Linked DNA regions of Arachis hypogaea: region 2 is linked to region 1. A link is a contact called in public Hi-C data. All regions are on one chromosome and are shown on one strand. The core of a region is the stretch at or near the end of the contact, and the rest is flanking DNA. Distances in the headings are between cores, read along the strand shown. Region 1 holds the start of LOC112749250. Region 2 has its middle 17 kb from the start of LOC112751310.

The links. Hi-C and Micro-C count contacts between places; a contact is called where the count stands out from the background.
Region 2: a contact with region 1 is called in a Hi-C map of an unstated tissue, with 3 times the contacts expected there. The contact joins the enhancer-like site here to the promoter of LOC112749250 in region 1. A contact is called at or near these places in 2 of 8 Hi-C or Micro-C datasets (leaf and an unstated tissue).

Annotation. Positions count from the first base shown.
Region 1 is chr15:150,615,230-150,621,731 of arahy.Tifrunner.gnm2.J5K5, forward strand. It overlaps LOC112749250, which reads right to left and starts at 1,415. Exons shown (of 2, transcript XM_025797511.1): 1 at 1,180-1,415; 2 at 909-1,086. The coding sequence starts at 1,415. The coding sequence ends at 909.
Region 2 is chr15:150,670,312-150,675,947 of arahy.Tifrunner.gnm2.J5K5, forward strand. No RefSeq gene overlaps it. Among protein-coding and RNA genes, the nearest start is that of LOC112751310, 17 kb to the right of the region's middle. Within about 2 kb of position 1,585, at least 2 of the 3 cell types and tissues checked have open chromatin away from gene starts, as enhancers often do.

The DNA of each region.
Region 1 (6,502 bases), core at 165-2,664:
GGATAGTGGTTACAAATAAGCAGAAGAATATGAGTAGTGAAGATAATGTGTAGTGAAACTTAGTTAGAATAAGACTAGTCAATGAAATTGATGTTGTGAATTGGGTTGTTAGTAAAAATCTTTTATTAGTATTAAACATATTTTTATTAGGCCTAGTTTGATGAATACATAAATTTATTTTGTGCTTGTACCCGTAAGATTATTTGGTTGCGTTTATGGCATTATTTGGATTAAGAGATGCATTAGTTGATATTGTTATGTAAATATGTTTTGATGTGGTTATAAGAGACAATTTATTTTGTTGTTTATGCAGCCTTACCGATGTATCGGTAGCATGAGACGTCAGCGAGGTATGCGTCTAGATGAGAGAATCATTCCGTACTTGCAGATGGCCGGTTTATACCATCTTGCCAGGCTGAACGAGACTTGGTTTAGGTTGCATGAGCCGTTGGTGAGTGCATTCGTGGAAAAATGGCGTCTGGAGACACACACGTTTTATATACCATTCGGAAAGTGAACGATTACGCTACAGAACGTGGCATACCAATTTCGGCTGCCGATCGATGGACAGTACGTCAGTAGATGCTTGACGGAGTTTGAGCGATACATCAAAGGCGGTCGCCCAACGTAGGTGTGGTTCCAGGAGCTGCTGGGTTTATTGCCTCCTGTGAACAGCACGACAAGTTTACGGTGAGATGCAGTTGGATGCAGGACACATTCGGAGAGATTCCTGATGGCGCCGATAACGCCACTGTTAGGAGGTATGCCGGGGCCTATATCATGATGTTTTTGGGACTCATCTATTTGGCGACAAGTCCGGTACTCGCCTGCACATTCGATGGCTGCCATACATAGCCAGGCTTGAGGACATGGGTAGGTACAGTTGGGAATCAGCTCCTCTGTCATGGTTAGCCCAGCTGCGGAGTGACGTACTGGCGGAGGTGGGATAGAAAAATTGACCACGACTCAGCATTCTCACCCTCCACAAGTGCAAAGGCAACAGGCAGGATGCTGGAATTCCCTTCCCGAGCAATCCAAACGAGCAATGTCCCCTCGTATTTGTCGTACAAGTGGGTCTTGTCAATACTGACCAACGGCTTGCAATGTCGGAAGGTCTTAATACATGGTGAGAATGTTCAAAAAATCCCGTGGAAATAGGCATGCGATTGATCCACTTGCCTACCCATTCGCACAGGACTTGTCTTCAACACTGCAACACTACCTGACATCATCATCTGGACACCTAGTACCCATCGTGGCAACTCGTTGTATGACTCATCCCAATCTCCGTAAATCTGTGCCACGGCTTTCTGCTTAGCCAACCAAACCCTCCTGTAAGTCGGTTTAAAACCGAAATGTGCCTCTGTCGCATTCAGAAGTACCTTGATACACACGGCAACATCAGCTCTAACCATTGACAGTATGAATGCCAAGATCACATGATAATCAAGACTCCTGTAATCACTTGATATCGATGTGGCTAGACAAGTATGAGGTCCATTGTACCGTTTTACCTCCCAAATACCTCTGTGCTGGCGAAAATTGATCCAAATCAACCATGCGTACCCGTTGTCAAATTCCTTACACTTTTCATAGTACTTACGATAATCAGACTCCACCACTTTGTACTGAACCCCGCATCGGATGCTATAGTCTTCATGCTTAACACGACCTCCTCTTTATCCTGAAATTGCTTACCAACCTGAAACTCCGCTAGTCCTCCAACATCCTGTGTGTCTCTAGCACCAAATCCAACAGGTTCGCCAGGAATCCCTTACTGTCTCATGGCATCCAAGTCCAAATTTGAAAAGTGCGGGAGGGGGTACTACTGAGTCCTTGAACTAGACGCTCCACCACCCCCAACTAGATTATCCCCTGCTATGTCATCATCACTGTCACCGGCAATTATGTCCGGCTCCATATCGTCATCCTTATCATCATCCCACAGTACATCGTCTATACCATCCAGTGCTCTACCCTGTAATGAAACCAATGCCGTATCAGTAATACCTACTTCTCTGTCACCACTACGATTTAGATCAGCTGCGAAGGATGGGGAGGTAACCAACATTGCCTCAGACATAATCACAGGCACGAATGAGGAGGTACCGCTTGGCCTCGAATTAGAACAGGCTGTCATTGCTGGAACTTAAGGATTCCGGTTCAAACTGCCTGAGTTGGAGACCACATCTACAAGCTTGGCCAACAGCTTAGTGGTCCTCATCTTGGGAAACTGCCTACGACAATGGAATAGAACTTCCAAATCTTCGTCACTCCCTATGACGAATGAATCGTACTTTACATCATCCCGCAAAACTAAAATCGGAATTCTATAGAATAATTTCTCAACCCGTTTCACGCCTTGCAACCCCAGTTTTTGGATTACAGAATTCAAGAACTCAGTGAAACTCGTTGAAGGTTTCAAAACAACACTAAGGAGATCCTTATCAGTAAACTTAATTTCAGAACGTGTTTTTTTCTTAATCGACCCTCTATAGTGCACTAATACTAGAAAACTATCCTCACTAGCCATTGTGTTTTACTCTCCTACAAAATTGACGTTCATATCTTATTTATATAGGTTGGCCTCACAGTAAATCTAATCAGTCCCATTTGAATTATATGAGGACAATATCATGGTGTAAATCGAAACAGGTTGTTTCGAATTACTATGGCCACACGTGTATGGCTAAATCAAAACAGTAGTATGTTTAGATTTACTAGGATACCATGCATGCATATATAAATTGAAATAGGTTGATTAGATTTACTAGTACACCATGCAAAAATGTATAAATCGAACCTGATTATTTCGATCTATGTAAAGACTTAAATCTAATCTATCTGTTTCGATTTACATTGAGATGTGATTAGGATGATTCACGTTACGTTTTTTATTTTAGGTGATTTGCGTAAAATTGAATAAATATTAGTTTATGAATGTGAATTACCCTAAAATAAAACACAGAAAATAGAGGGAGGCTAGGGTTACTTACTAACATTCTTTAACATTTTATATTTTATTTTTTATTATATAAGTTTAAATAAAAAATTACACATCACTTTACTACTAAATGCTACTTTGGACACTAATTTTATACATAAAATCGTTCATTAACAGCAACATAGCTCAATTCATAATTGGTTAGATTGTCATTTAAAAATAATCTTTCATAGCTACAACTCAATTTAAAATATTTTATGGTAAGTTTTCTCAATATTTATATCTTTCATGATGAATTTTGATATTTTAGTCTAAATTGTTTTTGTTTTAACCTTGTCTCATTTATTCTTTTTAGTACTACGAACTTTAATGTGAGAAGAACTCAACTAATCTCACATTTGTGTGTGGGACTTTCCTTTGTCTAGTCCTAGTAATAATGATAATAAATTTTATATATATTATTAGTCCCTATAAATATGGATGATAATATGGATAAGGAATGCACCACATCAAGCGAAGTAGTCAACATACATTTCATTTTATTCACATGTATCCGTGAAGATCAAGCAAACTTGTTTTATTGAGAGAGACATCACAAGCATAGTACCATCACTCATTATGTCTTCCATGAAAATGTAGTCACTCGTGATGATTGCTTTTGAATTGTACAATCCCGGTTTTGTCTTAAAAGAATGTTAGGCCCAACAATTTTGATGATTTGTAACCATCAAATAGTAATTAATGATAATTTTAATGGTGTAAGATTGGTATGAGATTTCATCCAATGATTTACGTTTTTTTGCTGGTTACATGCTGGTCAAAATTTAATAAAGTTACTGACCGCTAGACTTTTCTTTTGTGTATTAATAAAAAGATCCTTCCTACTAATGCTGGTATATATATATATAATTTTGGAAAATTTTTAAATATATTTAAAACATTTGTATTTTAATAATTTTAACTATTAAATTTAATTAATATATATTTTATATATTTTTTATAATTAAAATCAACTGTTAAAACTATTGAAACACTTAAAATTTTTCTGTTAATTATCCGATCTTGATCGGAATCTAATTGCTACACATGCATGAAATTTCAAAATTGAGCATGAGTAGTTAATTAGAGATCAACTTTGCTGATGATAGCTACTAGCTACCTAAAGGATAGGTAGAGAGGTAGGTCACTATTCCTTGAGATCAAGGTACTGTTTATGAGTCTAAGGTTGTTGCAACTTTGACACAACTGTCATAACAGTTAAATTAGCTAGTTAGTTGGACGACATAAGATATCTTCCATAAATATATTTTATCACTTTGTTTCTCTTTTGTCTTTCTTTGAAAATGATGAAGAGGGAAGAAGTGGAATGGAGAACTTTTATTTTTTTATATTAGATTATAAGTGGTGAAGTCTTTAAAATTGATCTAAATTAAGTGTTAAATTTTATTGTGAGTATTTACAAAATGTTAGTGACTTTTCTCTTTATATAATTAAAATAATATTTTTTTACAAAACATCACTCACGTTTTTTCATTTTATAATTAAAAAATATTCTTTTTACAAAATGTTGGTAATGTTTTGTCTTTTTAATTTTTATATTTAAAAAAATATTTTTTTTACAAAACGTCAATAACATTTTATACTATTATCATAGCAGTGTAAAATATCAAAATAAACAAATATTATCGTATTTCACATTAAAATTATCCATATCTAAAAATTTGAACCTAGAATGAAAGTTGAACTTTGGAATGGAAGTTGAATTTTTTATTGAGTTGTTTGGTTGAAAAAATTTGAGAATGAAAAAGATTTGAACAATAATTTCTTTCTTTCTTTCTTTGTTTCGGCTTTAGAAAAACAAAAAAAAAATTAATGAACTAGTATATATAAATTATCATATTCGTGATAAATTTTAGGGTTAAGTACTTTTTTCGTCTTTAACGTTTTCGGTGAAATCAAAATTATCTCCAACCTTTTTTCATTATTAAAATCATCCTTAACGTTACAAAACGTTATAAAATTGCCCCTTTTTAAATTTTTGGACTAAATTACCCTTTATCATCATCTCTCTCCTTTACTCTCCTCTGTTTACCTTCTCGGCTCCTCCCTCCTCCATCTTCCCTCTTTTCTGCTCCACTCTCTCCATCCAAATCTTCAACAACAACAACTATTTTTTTATTTCAAAAAATTAAATAAAGCTAACGCAGCATCAACAACAATATATTCAGATTCCACCCAAATCTTCAACAGCAACAACTATTTTTTTAATTTAAAAAAAATCAAGCAAAGCTAACACAAAATAACGCAGCATCAACAATAATATATTCAGATTCCACCCAAATCTTCAACAGCAACAACTTTTTTTTAATTTAAAAAAAATCAAGCAAAGCTAACACAGAATCAACAACAACAATATATTAGATTCAAAAATCCATCAACAACAATAACACCAATTCAAATTTAAGACAGAAAATTCAAGAAAGAAGAACGCAGAAAAGAGAGAAGAGAGAAGAGAAAAACTCATAGAAGAGGGGTGGTATTGCTGTCGTCCGTCGCCGTCGCGGTTGAAGAAAAGAGGAGAAACGATAGTGCGGGAAGCTACTGCTGCTGGCGCTGTCGCAGCTGTGGCTGAGGATAGGAACGACAGTGATGGAGAACGATGTGATGGTGGCGGCCAAAGCTGAAATAACGCTGTTGAGGTCGATGCCGACATAGTTGTCGTTGAGGGCTAAGGAGAGGCCAGGATCACCGAAAAAGTGGTTGTCGTGGGAGATGAGGAAGGTGAGGGCAACGTCAGTAGAGGAAGGGTTAAGGTTGGTGATGGTGAGGGAGAAGAAGATGGAGAAGGAGGCGGGGGCGGAGATGGTACGATGACGAAAAGAGAGAGAAGAAGAATTGGAGTTGTGGTTGGGAAGGGGTTCCGAAGAGAGGGGTAGGAGGAAGGGTAGGAAGAAGGGGATGGGAGAGAAGAAAGTGAAGAGTTACGGAGACATGGTGGGGGTTTGGGGGGGGGGGGGTTATTTTTGTTTTTTAATATTATTTTTATTAATTTTAAGGGTAATTTAGTCAAAAAATAAAATTAAAGTAGAAAATGACGATTTTATAAAATTTTGTAACGTTGAGGATGATTTTAATAACGAAAACAAGTAGGGGACGATTTTGATTTTCACCCAAGACGTTAGGGACGAAAAAAATACTTAACCCTAAATTTTAATTTTGTTATTCTTTATGTGTATAGAAATATTATTTATATACTAAAATTAGCTACTATATATTTATATATAAATATATATTATTTAACTTATTTTTAGAGTATATTTTATATTTTAATATGTATTTTATATTAATAACTGATTTTTGAAGTAATTTTAATATACATCTAGTATATAATTATATGTGTATAATAACAATATTATATAATAAACAATAAATTATTTTTTTCCTTAGTAAAACAAACCCAGAATGATTGTAGTATTAACATTTAATGTAAAAACATGTTACATATATTTAAATGTAATAAATAAAATATTAAATTCATGAATCTGTATATAGCCATGC
Region 2 (5,636 bases), core at 335-2,834, 55 kb after region 1:
AACGTTTGGTTTGCGTCTATTAAAATATTATTTATTGATAATTGTTTAATTTCTGTTAATTTTTTTAATATTAATAAAATATAAAAGATTAATATATTAACGATTATTTTTATTATGGTTAAAAGTAAAATAAATTACCGGTAAAAAAAATTTGTTTAGTTACACATCAGGGAGAAAAGTTTCTCTTTAAAGTTCGGCAGCAGAGAGGAAATTCTGATTGTAAAACTGAAATTTACTCCGAAATTTGTGGAGGAGTCAAAAAACTTAAAAGATATGAAATGTTCCGTAAAATAATAATAATGATGGATAGGTCTAGAAGAAGGTAGAAGTTGGAGGATGGGAGGAGAATGGGGATGATGACAAAGACAGAGACAGAGAGATGAAAGGCAAGCATGTATGTGGCATAATCATACAAGTTTTAATAAAGTATTGAAGGATCAACGGCGGTTCAAGGTGGCCAAGTGTACCGTTTTCATAATCAGAATGTGTGTCAGACATTGAAGGCCACCACCACACACCCATTTAGTACTACGTTTGTGTGTGTCGTGTCCTTTTATTATTATTTGCTCCTTAAAGTGTGGCAATGCCTCCCCCTTACCCTATAAATTTCATATAAATGCTTACCCTCTCTCTCTCTTCCCATTCTTCTTCACATGGCCAAGGCCCCTCTTTTCTCTCTTTCTACTCTTTCTTTTGTTCATATTGAATTATTATGTTGATTCTCCTAATCTTACTAACCCCTCAAAAATATTCTCAATCTTTATATGGCTTATCTATCTTCCACGTTTGCTTCAATGTAACCCATATTGCCAATATTCTTCTTCTTTTCTGTGTCACACCAATGATCAATGAAAAATATTCAAGCCCAACAGAATTTAATATTTATGTTATTATTTTTAATTTTTAATTTATTTTTTTAATTTAATAATATATTTTAATTTATGTTTTTAAATGTTAATAATTATTATTGATTAAAAATAATAAATTTTACTTACTTTTTAATATTTGTATAATCAATTATCAACTAAAAGAGATATTACTAACATTATAGGAATAAAGGCACATTAACTCACCAGATATGGAGATAAGGAATTATTGAAAGCTATGTTCCTGACTCCTGAGATAAAAAGAAGAAAAAAAAAGAAAAATAAATTTTAATTATTATAAATAAATACTGAAAATTTAAATTTATTTATATATATATATATAATAATTTATTAACAAATAATAAATTTTAATTTATAATCTGTCAGATTAAAAAATATCGTGACAAATTAAAATGTTGATATGTTGGTTGTACAAACTAACTTTTCTTATGGCTACATGCATGAACTTCTTTTAATTTATTATATTCTCAATGAACCTAGACATACACATCTGCATGCATGCATGATTAGTGGTCACCATTATTATTAAGCTAATTCTATGCAACAATTGTGACATTATTGCATTATTACATTACATCAAACATTATTGAAATTATGTCCATTATTTGATTAATTTATCACAATATATAGTAAGCATTATTGTATAGTACAATCAATGCTTCACGAGAGTGAGATAAAGAATGGAATTGGATCATGACTACTATCTTAAAAAAATGTTTTTTGGAATGGGATTTCTATGATGTGTACGGTTGGAAACAAGTCAGATAATTTGTAAGACTTAGACTTAGATTTATATGTGGTTTGATTAGTTAATTTAATCCGACTTGGTACAAAATAAATTTAAATTATTTTAAAATTTTAAATTTATTAATAAATCAAATTTAATTATTTAGACTCACAAATTAGTTTTATAGGTTTATTAAGACTATTTAAATCTATTAAAATATAAATAAATAAATTTTTATAATTAAAAAAATTAAATATTTTAAATTATCACATTTTATTATAAATACTTTACATATTCTAAATACTTTAAATATTTAGATATTTTTATAAACATTTAATTTAATATATTACACATAAATAAATTTTTATAAAAAAAATATTATTTTTAAAATTTTTTATTTTTGTGAAGAAAAAATATGAGATCTTTTAATAGGTCAGATAAAATTTAAAGATATGATATGTTAAAGATAAAATTCAGCCATAAATGTTTTCACCCCTATTGATATGGAGGAAACTTCAATTTCTACAATTGGAAAAGTAGTTTTCAAATTTTTTAAAGGACGTTCCATGTGGTTGTCAAATTAATTAAAATCAACTACCCCAAAAGAAGTTATTAAGTAAGAATTTATGCGGTGGAAACAATATGAAGCAGCAGTTCTTATATATATGGCTATGCGCCAAAAAAATATCATTGTCATGGCATTTGGGATAATAATAATATCAAAAAATGTTTTTTTTTTCCTTAATTTTTTTTTTCTTTTGATAATCAAGTGGCTTGTGAGTATGACATGCTACGATACAAGGAGGATAGAAAATGTGGTCCAATGATACTAAATTGGAATAAAATAAAAAAGTTTTGTCCCAACAGTTGTGTGAAATCAACATCACTCTGTCGACATAAGCTATAAAAGTCGTCGCATAAGTAATTTCATCTAGTAAATAAAGTGAACATTACTTCCTTCTTTTCTTCAATATTATATATATTAATTATTTATTCACACAATTTTGACTTCTCACATCATTTTAATAAAATGTTCTTTGCTTGTTTTATAACTTTAATTTATTTTTTTTATAAATTAATAACAACTTTAAAATTTAAATACCTCACACATCCGAGTGAAACAAGTAAGTACTTATTAAACTATATTTTTTATAAAATATAAATAGTTATTAAAAGTATAATAAAAGTATAATAAAATTACTTATCCTAAAAACTTAAACTTAAACTTTTATTTTTATCTTCTATCTGTCTTATGCTATCTTTTTTTTCACTTTTAGGATTTATCAAAGATCAAACTCTAAATTTTTTTAATATAAAGCTCTAATACCATGATATGAAACTACTCATCCCAAAAATTTAAACTGATAGAAAAAAACAACATTAATAATTATACCTCTAGCATTAATATTATTTTTATTAGATTAATAGGCAAATTAGTTATTGAAAGTTGAGACGTTTTCTAAATTCGTCTCTAAAAAATTTTATCAGTCAAATTAGTCTTTCAAAGATTACGAATGAATTATATTTGTTCTTGACCAGTTAGTCGATTAACAATTTTTGTCAACTATTAATGATATGAAATGTTAATTGATATTACACACGACACCTAACATGTCCAATTGAGTGCTAACCAAATATGTTTATGAGCATCTATAAGTTTAATTGCTAGATCATATTGAAAACAGGGTTTATGTAATTGAGAAAAATGACTAAATTAATATATTTTTATAAACATCTTTAGTCAATATTCAATTAGATATATAAGATATAATGTATGTTGTCAATTAACGTTTCAAATCATCAATTATTGATGAAAATAATTATTAATAGAGTGACTGAAAGATAAATATAAGACTAATTTAATTAAAAAATTTTTAACAATAAATTTAAAAAATATTCATCTTTTAAGAATTAATTTGATTATTAATTTTTATTTTTATTAATATAAAAAAATAATTATATATCATCATCATGAATTAACATAATATTATTGCGGTCTTGATTCATATACTTTTTAGTAGTTAATTTCTTTCACATTTTAAAGGGAGACACAAAAAAATCACATTTTAATAAATTACAAAAAAAAAAAGCATTAAATGAGCGATTTGATACTTGGATACTTGTATTAATTTGTAAAAGATCAAGGAAATTTCCTATATAAATTTATGAAAGGATAAATACATTGTTTAATAGAATAAACATGTTTAGTCATGCTTTCATGCTACCTGCAACACCTCAGTGGTTCAACAAATTGAAATATTTTTTTGCATGTAGCCCAATTTTCGTCTAATTTTCAAAACACATAACCTTAGCTTCATTTGTCATGCTAAAAATATATTAAAATTAACTATTAAAATTAGTCATTATATATTTATATATAAATATATTATTTAATTTATTTTTAATATATATTTTATATTTTAATATATATTTTATACTCAGCTGATTTTTATGATTGATTATATTTTGGTATTTATACAAATAATATTTTTGCATTTGTATATAACACTTCTAAGTAAACAGTGAAGGTGATGATCAGCAATGTCCTCTCAATACATATTATTCCAATCCAAGCACAGTATTAAAAATTCTAAATCTAAATAATCTTTTAATGAGATAATTTTTTTTATTAAACCAATCAACAATAGAATAAGTGACTTTGTTTGTGGAAAGGGATATAATCATAACGAAAATGTTTGGTAACCAAAGAAAATCAGTAAAAAACAGTCATAACTTGTTTTATTTAGCATTTATTAATTGTTGCGACAATTAATTAATGCTAAATAAGGCAAGTCTGGCTGTTTTTTTTATGAGGAATTATGACTATGATAGAACAAAGACGCAAATTTAATTTTACCTTGGAAGTAAAAGCATATATTCTTTATTTTATATGTAATATATAACTTTAGGGTAATGCTAGGTAGACAAAAAAAAACAGCCAGAATTTATCGTATTTAGCATTAATTAATTATCGCAACAATTAATAAATGCTAAATAAAGCAAGTTATTGACTGATTTTCTTTGGATACCAAACATTTCCGATAACTTTATAATTGAAATAAATTAAATAGTGGTTTTGTGAATGCTTGAATTGAGAGGTTTGATTGCGATTATAGTGTTTCTCTAAGATTGGTTGGGTCGATTTTTTTTTCCGGATCCTTTTTGACTTATAGTAAAGAAATATAATTGCTTTGCCTCTTGTGAATTAATATGATGTTTAAGTTTACATACCCACTTCTTCAATGGTTTTAAAAGTAACAAAATATTATTATAAATAAGCTAAGCTCTTTTACGTTATCAATAAATTAGTTTCTTACTTGTGCAATAAAGTACAAGTATAAAAGATAAAGAAATTAAAATGAATTATTAAAAGCTAAGATTATTTACAAATTATATTTTAAATTGATAAAATTTATTAAGAAAAAAACTTTCCATTAAAGTATTTTTAATGTAAAGATGGAATGCTACCATAACCATGAAATATATATTATGGTCGGAGTTAGTTCTTGTGAATTTAGATGCTTATGTATGAGGAAATCATGAATTTTTGCTTTGATACTAGTTGTGTACTTGTGTGATTCATTTAATTTTCATCGTTTGATTTCAGTTTCATATGTGAAAAATACAAAATATCATATAGAAGGTGAAATTTGATTATGACGTTATTGAAGTATGTTCCAACTCCAACTGTGTTTCGCCCACGGATATAATCCAGTTGTTTGGATACTGGATACTCATATTTTAATGATTTATACATAAAACGGTATCAATTTTAAGCAGTAAATTAATAATAAATAAAAAAAAGTGCAACTAGTGAAATGGCTGCAGCAGAATGAAAAATAAAAGGAAGAAAAGAATGATTGAAAAGAAATCAAGAGAGAGAAAAGTATTGTGATGATAAATTTTTTGATTCTAATTGAATAATACATCATAAGAACTTCACACTATGCTATATGATTTATATAGCTGTGCAAAAGTTTTGAAAACAAAAAGGAATAACAAACTATATATTAGCTAGCCCT